Linked DNA regions of Ovis aries: region 1 is linked to region 2. Evidence: chromatin contacts called from public Hi-C data. All regions are on one chromosome and are shown on one strand. Each heading gives the region's core, a stretch centred on a gene start, on an enhancer-like site or on the middle of the called end of the contact. The rest is flanking DNA. Distances are from core to core; before and after follow the strand shown. Region 1 overlaps RYK (receptor like tyrosine kinase). Region 2 has its middle 31 kb from the start of TRNAS-GGA.

Evidence for each region. A called contact is a pair of places that touch in the nucleus more often than the background predicts.
Region 1: a contact with region 2 is called in a Hi-C map of mixed tissues, with 3 times the contacts expected there. The contact joins two enhancer-like sites. A contact is called at or near these places in 6 of 16 Hi-C or Micro-C datasets (liver, mesenteric adipose tissue, mixed tissues and 3 more).

The regions. Positions count from the first base shown.
Region 1 is chr1:255,763,699-255,768,616 of ARS-UI_Ramb_v3.0, forward strand. All of the region lies in intron 2 of RYK (receptor like tyrosine kinase), which reads left to right. Among named protein-coding and RNA genes, the nearest start is that of RYK, 34 kb to the left of the region's middle. Within about 2 kb of position 1,578, at least 3 of the 54 cell types and tissues checked have an H3K27ac peak or open chromatin away from gene starts, as enhancers often do.
Region 2 is chr1:255,660,819-255,666,089 of ARS-UI_Ramb_v3.0, forward strand. No RefSeq gene overlaps it. Among named protein-coding and RNA genes, the nearest start is that of TRNAS-GGA, 31 kb to the left of the region's middle. Within about 2 kb of position 3,858, at least 41 of the 54 cell types and tissues checked have an H3K27ac peak or open chromatin away from gene starts, as enhancers often do.

The DNA.
Region 1 (4,918 bases), core at 328-2,827, 100 kb after region 2:
ATAAAGTTGTAAATTTGAAAAAATATAGTTTTAAAATGGAAAAAAATGAATGTAACTCATAGTTTGAACATATAGCTAAGCCTGTAGAAGGTATAAGAATTCTGAGGAAAGTACTAGTCATGTTATGACTTAAAATGTTTTATAGTAAAAAAGCAAAGGAGTGTGTGTATGTTAAATCTAATGTCAGGTTTGACCTCCATTGCAACTCCTAGTTCCAGTTTTAGGGCATAATTTCTTTTGTGGTTTTAGCATAGTTGTTTAATTGAAGTTTGTTTATTTTAAAAATTAATCTTTTGAGTATTTTGTTTATGCATATGGTACAAAATGCGAAAGGCATAGGGGTATGTAGTGAAAAATAAATCCCCTAGCCCTTTCTAGTACCATCCCCAAGCAATTTAGCCACCTAACTCCCCTTCCATTGGCAGCCACTGTTCCCTGATTCTGATCTCCCCTTCTAAAGATAGTCTGTACATGGATAAGCATCTAGATATGTGTATGTATGTGTGTGTATATATATATTTTTGAAATGATAGTCATGCAAGGGGGCAGGAGAGACATGATGAAGAGTTCTTCACCTGATCTTGTTAGCTCTGGAATGCAGTTAGGAACTTTCAGAAGGAGAGTCAAGGCTTCTCGGGTCCAACACTTTGCAATTATTGCTTTTTAAGAATTACCAGAAGATGAGATACTTGCTTCTAAAGATCTTCAGTCTTCTTGGTATGTCACTTCATTGTGGATATTTTAACATTATCGAAGCTTCTGATAATAGTGTTCTGCAGTGACTTTGTTTTATCTTGCCAAACAGATTGTGGTCTTCTCAGAGACTGGAGCTTTGTCTTACTCTTGACATTGTATCACACTGCCTTAGAGAGTGGTTGGTAAATATAATGGGTTAATTGCATTTCCAGATGGGGTAAGAACTCTGGTGTTGCTTTTCTTTCACAGTCCCCTTACTGCTGGTTTTAACAGATAACAACTTGCTTCGGCATTCCAGAACATTCTCCAGTATCCAGGAAAAAAACTTGCAATTGCATCTGTTAAGTGTCAGATATTTTAGATAGCTGAAAGGCAAAAATATACCAAAAGGTAGCAGAATACTTACCCCACTCAGTCTCTATAAGCTGTTCTTTGGTTTCAGAAATTCATCATTGTCAGGAGGGTCTGCAGGGAACTTGTCCAGAGTTCCTACAGCAGCCCTGGGGGCCAGCCTGCTGTATCCCCTGCAGAGTGGGGTTTCTGTGAGAAAGGCAGCACTTGTGATAATTTCAGAGAAATTGAAAGGCTGTTGGGCTTCAGGCAAAGTGTACTCACTTTAAATCTGTACTGGGTTCCAAGAGGAAGTGGCTTTACTTAGCAGCTGCCTATTTGCAATTACCATTTGTTTCCAAGTAAGGGAAGATTACAAAAAATGTTTATTTCTTAGCTTATTCAAATATTTATATTTTTTTCTTATTTCTTTTCTGAAGTATTTTGGCTCATTCTTTGTTCGGATAAACAACTGATTTTCAGATTTTCTTTGTTCCAGTAGATTATAAATGTTAGTTTTAGAGCAGATCTGTTTCTTCAAAGGATTATTGGCCAGTGAGAGTCTGTATAGATCGATGGCATGCCAAAATAGAAAAAACTGCCCTTTAATAATAAGCTGTTTCTAACCCCAGAAACTACAATTTAAAATTTTATATTCTGAAGATTCCTGAGGGAGAAGAGAACTGCTTTGGAATGCCTTTCATGTTTAGGCAGTCCCTCAAAAAGGGAGGCCACAGGGCAGGCGCCATGCTTTCACGCTTTTCTGTGTTCCAGGCGGCTGCTGCTGGCCAAAGGGCTGGGCTTCTCAGAAATCCTGCTCAACCCCTTCACCACTTCTCCGCGTGCCTCTGATGCTACCCAGCTCCATTCACGAGCCCATTTCTCTACCTTTTGCCCTCACCCCCTGCCACACTGAGGCTCTCCAGTGCTGGTCTCGTCCCTGCCCTCAGACTACAATTAGGGCCTTTAACCTTGTTTGCAGCTCGCTCTGTCTACTGCCCCAGGGGTTCTGGTCCCTGGCTGGCTGTGCCTCTGCCTGCAATTATTGAGACCTAGAGTAAAGGAGACAGCAAGTGTGGGGAAGCATAGTAAATTTGGTTTTCAATCTGCTGTGTTTGAGAGCTGTAAGATTATTAGGCACATATGTCTAGTAAGTTATTAGGCATATGGGAGAGAATGAAGATGTAGGAGAGTGAGAGAGACGAGCTGATGATACAGGATCCCATTAGTGGTCTAGTGGGCTAAGGCTAGTGTGCTGAGAGAAGGGTTTATCATTTGGAGAAGGGAATAAATCTCTCCTTGGGAGTGGAGTGCAGAGGAAGAGTGCTCTAACAGATCTGCCTGGAAAGTGAAAAGTAAAGTCGCTCAGTCGTGTCCGACGCTTTTCGACCCCATGGACTGTGTCCTACCAGGCTCCCCCGTCCATGGGATTTTCCAGGCAAGAATACTGGAGTGGTTTGCCATTGCCTTCTCCAGGAGATCTTCCTGACACAGGGATTGAACCTGGGTCTCCCACATTGTAGGCAGACGCTTTACCATCTGAGCCACCAAATCTGCCTGGAGCTGAAAAGAAAGGCAGAAAGTGGGGTGCAGGTTCTTGTGTGCCAGGTGAAGGGGACAGGAGCATTGTCTGAGAGGAGGAAAGTGGGGCGGGCAGCAGGTGGTGAAGCCGTGAGTCCCATGAGGTTTGGAGTGAGACGACTAGGGAGAAGGGGCTGAGTGGGGAAGGGACTGCTGAGCGGGATTAATGGCCTACCCTGAACGTGGGGATCATCGTTGTGTAAGAGCAGCTTTCTCTCTGGTCTGTGGTTTCCCCTGGCTGTGCTGGGCAGCAGGGGTGGCGTGAGAGGTGGTCAGTGTTCTGACGGCAAAAAGACGATGTTGGTAGCCAGTCTTCTCTGGGGCACAGTCTGTGGAAAGTGAAACCAGGTCCCTGGATGGATAGGCTGGAGAGAATGGAAATAGTGTCACTGGCTATTACATCCCAGCTATGAGCACAGCCCTTGGTTTACAAATGTGCTTCATAAGTGTTGGTTGAATCAGTGTTGGAATCAAAGAACTGGTTTTGTAGAAATCAGAGGTTGTGATGGGCTCTTTGATAGATTGGGATTTTTACATTTGTTTTGGTTATGAAGTACTTCTTCAGTACATAGGAATGCTGAATATTAATATCAAAGCCACCAGGAAGATGGCAGGAGACAAGGAGAGCCGAGCGCCACGGGCTCTGTAAAGTCCTCGTGTGACACTGATGATGATGGCGTGAGAAATAGCCATTGTGAGTAGAAGCTGTGAGCTTTAGAGTACAGGGGCTTGTGCATGAGGAAGGGAAGTAGAGAAAGGACCTGAAGATCCTGAGGGAATGCTGACCCTGCTGTCTAGGCCCTGAGGGTTGAGGGTTACAGGGACCAAATGATTAGGAAAGCCGGGCTGGAGGAAAAGGCAGGGAAGACTCTTGTGAAGAGGCCGACAGTGTGAGAGTCTATTCAGTCTAGTGGGGTTCCCAAGATAGGGGACAATACAGAGGGCTGCAGGATTGCTCTTGGCAGGGCACAGGAAGGCTTGTGTCAGAATCTTGGCGGTCAGGAGCAGGCTGGCCAATATGAGGAAGTGCAGTGGGGCATAGCATGGCCACCCTGGAATGACTGCTGATGCTACTGGGGTCTGTGTTTATCAGAGGGGACCTGTACTGGACTGACAGTTAGGTGTGTCATTTAATTATTTTATTTGATCCTCAGCAGCAGCAGCATTTTATAAAAACTGAAGCTCGGGAAAAGTTAGTAAATTATCTGATGGTCACACAGTCTCATGGTTCCAATCCAGTTCTTGCTGACTGTGCTGAATTTTTTTTCAGGCAGTTGCCTTTCATGTATTGCTTTGTTTAGAGATTGCATGGATATAGGAATATAGTCAAACGCATTTTCTTAATATTAGTAAGTATTGCTGGAAAGCCTGCTCATTCTTGGCCCACACTTGCTGGGCTATGGCTCTCTCACACCCCCTGGTGGCAGTGACTAAGTATTGCCGCATGCTAAGGTGAGCGGGAACACTTCAAACCAAGGAACCACCAAGTCACTGATGTGCAGCAGCAAGAGCATTTCCTTTGTTATGAACATGGCACTTAACAAATACAACTTTTAACAATTGTTTGTATATCTATCTTAACTGTAAAGCAGTGCTTTAATACTTGCATATCCCTATAGCGTTCTGGGTACACCTGAATGGCCCAGTACCCTGATGCTGGGAAAGAAGGCAGGAGGAGAGGGGGACAGCAGAGGACAAGATGGTCAGATGGCATCACTGACTCAAGGGACATGAGTTTGAGCAAGCTCTGGGGGATGGTGAAGGACAGGGAAGCCTGGCGTGCTGCAGTCCACAGGGTCACAAAGAGTCGCACATGACTGAGCAACTGAACAACAGCAGTACTGTTCTGGAACTTTCAAGTGAAGTGTGAAAAGGGGAACCAAGAGAGGGAGTTATAGTCATTGGATTGATCCCTTCTTATCTGTGGGTTAGACACCTCCTGACTCAGTCAGTGCCCAGGTGTCCATCCTTTCTCTTACAATCTGGGAGGTTACTCTTTTCCCTGTTTTCTTTCATCTTTGTTATGTCCTATTTATTGGTTTTTTCCATTAGCGTGTACCACATTTGAGTATCTCCCATTGAAAAAAGAAAGATAGGCTTTGAAGTCTATTCTGCCATTACCTAATTATGTTCTTTCTAGTTAAGTTTCTTGAAGAATGGTTTCTTGAACCTCTTTCCTACTACTGTTTTCCTAACCCTCTGCCCTTTGGCTTCTGCCAATCCCAGCCTTCACTGGAAGGCCTGTGACCACTGAGAGGGGTTCCCTTCTCATTGAATCCCAAGGACAGGACAAAGAATATCGGGAAATATA
Region 2 (5,271 bases), core at 2,608-5,107:
TCAGTGATTCTATCTAACCATTACATGCTCTGCCACCCCCTTCTCCTTTTGCCTTCAATCTTTCCCAGCATCAGGGTCTTTTCCAATGAGTTGGCTCTTGGCATCACGTGGCCAAAGAATTAGAGGTACAGCATCAGTCCTTCCAATGAACATTCAGCATTGATTTCTTTTAAGATTGACTGGTTTGATCTCCTTGCAGTCCAAGGGACTATCAAGAGTCTTCTTCAACACCACAATTCAAAAGCATCGATTCTTCAGCGCTCAGCCTTCTTTATGGTCCAACTCTCATATCCTGGAAAAACTATACATGACTACTGGAAAAACCATAATTCTGACTATAGTTTCCCATCCTGGATATATTTTTAATAGGACCATACTTTTTATGTAAAGTGAAAGTGAAATCGCTCCTACGCGTTTGACTCTTTGCGACCCCACGGACTGTAGCCTACAAGTTTCCTCCATCCATGGAATTTTCCAGGCAAGAGTACTGGAGTGGGTTGCCGTTTCCTTCTCCATACTTCATACTTTATATATGGTTCTGTAATCTATTTTTCACTCAACAATATATCATGAGTTTTTTCTTTGTTGACAAGCAAACTTCATGAGATATTTCAATACTTGTATGATATTCTGCCATTGCTGTATTCAGTTCTGAACCTGTGATCACTATTACTGATTCTTCCTTTCCCACATGGCCCAAATTCCAAAATGTTACTAATTCTGTCTTTATTTAAAATTCTACTATTTTGTTCACCACGGATTGATTTTTGTTTTTTAAAAATATTGCATTACAATATTATTCATCTTATTTATTTTTGGCTGCAACCCGTCGTCATTGCTGTATGCAAGTGTCTCAATGTGGTGACTTCTCTTGTTGCAGAGTGTGGGCTCAGTAGCTGCAGTTCATGGGCTTAGCTGCTCTGCAACATGTGGTATCTTCCTGGACCAGGGATCAAACCCATGTCCCCCGCACTGGCAAGCAGATTCCTACCACTGGACTACCAGGGAAGTCCCCCAATATTACCCGTTTTGATTATGGCATCTTCCCCTAAGATTATTTTCAATGTTTCTAGTTCATCCATCTATTTCCAGCATCCAGCACAGTGCAGGACGCATTGTAGTGCTCAATAAATATTGAAAGAATGAGTGAGTGGATGAATGAATTGCTGACGAAAGGAAACTCTACACGCAGCTGTGAGAGTCTCCCTCACACAGGCGGAACCAGGAGCTCGCTGACACCAGGATGAAGGCCTGCTGGCCCTTCCCCCAAGGCGCTGGAACTGTGCTCTGCCCCCGGTGTGGAGCTATCTCTCCAGAGCAACAAGGGATTTTCCCAGCCCTAACCAACGTGTGGAGTTTTAAACTAACAAAACCAGAGCTCAGAGAGGAAATTCTAAGAACGTGAAGTAAGTCAGAAGAGCAAAGGTGCGTGTTTATTTTCCATCGACTGCTTGGGCCTCTGCCTCCCTTCCCCCACTGCAAAGACTGGGGAAGGGGTCCGGATTCGGATGTCAGCATAACAAAGCTAAAGGAAACCCATCTTCCTGTGTTTGCCAAGGAACAATGCTGGAGAGGCCATTTCAAGGCCTGCACTTTTCCTCTGTACAGAAGAATTTAGGTCCTGGAGGATTCCTGAGAGGGAGGCTCAGGAATTTCTGGATAGATGTTCCTGTTCCCTCACTCAGGGACATTGGGGATGCACTGGCTATGATCCCAGTTGGCCTTTGGTACTCAGCTCCATTCTGACCCACACTAGGTAGGGATCTAACCCACCCCTAGTTTGGGGCCTTGGGCCCACCCTGCAGCCAATCAGCTTAAGTCTGGTCATTGGCCTCTTTAGTCTCTATCTCCCAGCACTGCTTTCTGTTCTCTCCCCCTTCAGCTCTTATCTGGCTCTTATCACTCCTTTTCTGGACTACTGCCCAAAGGCAGCCTTCCTGGCCCTGACCCTCCTATCCTCACTTACAGGCCATGTTCCCACAACACACCTCCAGGCGAGGCCCTTCTCTGCTCCCAGTCCTCTGCACCCACAGCACCAGGTGCCTTAGACGTTTCCAAGGAGCTTTGTGAGGACCAACCACACCAGGCTCATCTCCCAGTAAATCAGGCAGGGCACTGAAAACCAACCAGTATTAACTGAGTACCTACTAGGTACTAGGTGCCATCTAGACCCTTTGTGGGCTTTATCTCACAATACTCCAAAGCATCATGTTGAATCCTCACAGGCCCACTACTGTGCCTTCTGTAAAACGGGGGCTCCATAAACCAACCAATGTCATGGGTTCAACTGAGGTGGAACCCGGATCCTTGTTGTGACTCAGCTGGTGGTCTGGCAGCCACTGATGGGTAGGCAGGCTCAGGGGGCTGTTTGGATCACATGCTTTTCCTTCAGGGGTTTCCCCGGTGGCTCAGAGGTGAAGAATCCACCTGCAATGCAAGAGATGCAGGTTTGATGCCTGGATCTGGAAGATTCCCTGGAGGACATGGTAATCCACTCCAGTATTTTTGCTGGGAGAATCCCATGGACAGAGGAGTCAGGTGGGCTGTGGTCCATGGGGTCACAAAGAGTCAGACGTGACTGAAGCAACTAAGTAGGCATGCTCTTCCTTAAACCCTCTGAACACAAGGCTCCCTCTTTCACCCATCTTTTGGGCTAACTCCTATTGACCTCTCAGGTCACTTGGCAGCTTCCTCCTGGAAGCCTTCCAAGATCTCCCAATCTGGGTTATTCTTTTATGTTTCCCAACACCCTTGGCTTTGTCCCTCTCTGGGTGTTTCAGCAACTGTCTCTAGAATCTGAATGTCAGCTCCTAAAGGACAGGAGGTGCCTTGTTCACCTCTGTGCCCCCAGAATTTAGCTCAGGGACTGTCACAGCTCAGTAAATATTTGGTGAATGAATTAAATACGTCAGTTCAGTTCAGTCGCTCAGTCGTGTTCGACTCTGCGACTCCATGAACCACAGCATGCCAGGCCTCCCTGTCCATCACCAACTCCCAGAGTTCACCCAAACCCATGTCCATCGAGCTGGTAATGCCATCCAAACATCTCATCCTCTGTGGTCCCCTTCTCCTCCTGCCCTCAATCTTTCCCAGCATCAGGGTCTTTTCCAATGAGTCAGCTCTTCGCATCAGGTGGCCAAAGTATTGGAGTTTCAGCTTCAACATCAGTCTTTCCAATGAACACCCAGGACTGATCTCCTTTAGGATGGACTGGATGGATTTCCTTGCGTCCAAGGGATTCTCAAGAGTCTTCTCCAACACCACAGTTCAAAAGCATCAATTCTTCGGTGCTCAGCTTTCTTCATAGTCCACCTCTTCCTTTATAGTCCAACATGACCACTGGAAAAATAGCCTTGACTCTTGGATATTTAGTCCCTTCCTGGCTTGTCAAAGAGCACCTGATCCCAAACTGGATCTTCTGCTTTTCCCTTCCCCTCTTCAAGCCTTACCAGCCACAGTGTGCCCTAAAGTTGGCAAATCTAGGGTCTGAACTCTGTCCCTTGAGGCTGGTGGATTCCATCGTCCCTTCCACCCCTTCCCCTGACTTCTCCATGCCACAGTGGACTACATCGGGTTTCCCTTCTTTTCTAAACCACATCTGCTCTCGAAGCACGCTACCCTGGGACTGGTGTTGAGTCCCCGATGGTCTGGCAGCCGTCAGTACCCTATCCTCCAGCCGGACGTGCTACAGGTTCTGGGGGGTGGCAGAGAGGGGGCCCTCCCGCGGAGCCGCTGCCAGGCGTTCTCCAACGGGAGGGGACCGAACTTCTGCGTTCAGGGCGCGCAGTGTACACCCTGTTCACATTCCTAAGCAGACCGGAATGCGGACGCGGGACAAGCCAAGGGCCGCATTCCTCGGGTTGGGCGGGAGCACGGCCCGGGCCCCGCCCCGCCAGCCCCGGCCCCGCCCCCAGGCCCTGCCTGCTGGACCCTGGACCACAGCCTGAGAGGGCGTCCCCTGGCGGTGCCGGCGGCCAGAGGCGGGACCCGCGGCTCTGCCCTCTATTCCGGGCCCCCTGCCCGTCCTCCCCGCCTCCTCCCGGGTTCTCTGGGCCTGAACCCAGCCCGCCCTTTGGATCTTAGAATCCCCTCCTTTATCTTCCCCGGGAAGCTGCCTGCTTCCGGAAACTGATTAGGACTCCAAAGCGCTTATTGGTTTTTGTTATGTGCTGCCAGTCAAATCAGAAAAAAAGGAATGGCTCCCCAGGCCTTCACAAAATCCTAACTCCAGGGTGGCTTCCTCTCCTGGCTTCCCATCCTGTCCCCAGGGAGCCCGTCTTGACCTGCCTCTGATGGGTGCCTCTGTGGGAATTTCCCACCCTCGTGCGCGGTCTCCTCCCAGCTGGCCCAACTGGCACCATCAGGGCCAGAGACCAAGATGAATGGCCTCGCCCCTGCCGAGTCACCTCCCACTGCTCCACTGAGGGCTTGGGGAAAGAAAATGTGGCCCTAAGTCGAAAGCTGTGAGAAAATGGGCCTGAGTCTGTAGGTCTGTACCTTGGCCTCTACTGGAAAAAGCACCACTGCCTCAGAGGAAGGATCCCTGGGAGCCGAGGCCCCAAGAAAGTGGAAAGCCACTGGGCTGAGGGTTTCCACGATGGTGTAGAAACACAACACACACACAAACTGCACTAACCTCAAAACACCACTGAAACAGGTTAGCAAAAAAGGGCTTGTACCCAGAACCAGGACTGGGCTATACATGTTTAAGTCACCCTCCAGGGTCTTGAAGAAGAGGAGCTGTTTACTCACTCCTGCGTGAGGGGACAGGCAGCTTGTTTCCTCAGATACCTGGTCAATGGAATGGTGGACACTGCCAGGAAGGCGTGGGCTCACACCCCACTTTCTCAGCTTGTTGCCGGTATCCTTCCTAGTGGGAAAGAAGCTGTGCCCTCACGTTGCTTGCATATGGAAATTTGCATGTTTATCAGCCCATTACCGGTTAGGCACTCACCCTGTGGTTAAAGTGACATCTGAGCAGCCAGTAATGAAAGAAAGCATGCCTGGAACTTGCATTGCTCACCGTCAGAGAGGGTTGTGAATGTTGCCAGGAAAGATGGGAAAGCAGAAACCAAACTCTCATTGGCCAACACCTCAGCTGTAAGAAAGGGCAGGGCAGCAGGGGCACTGGATTGGAGCTTGGCCTTGATTGCTAGCTTACCTTGACCTTGACAGCTGGCTTACCTTGCTCAGTTGTTTTCTCAGCCTCTCAAGGGAGGAAAACACTGTGGTCCCTTTGTCCCTGGCCAGGAGGGAGGCCCAGAGTGGTAG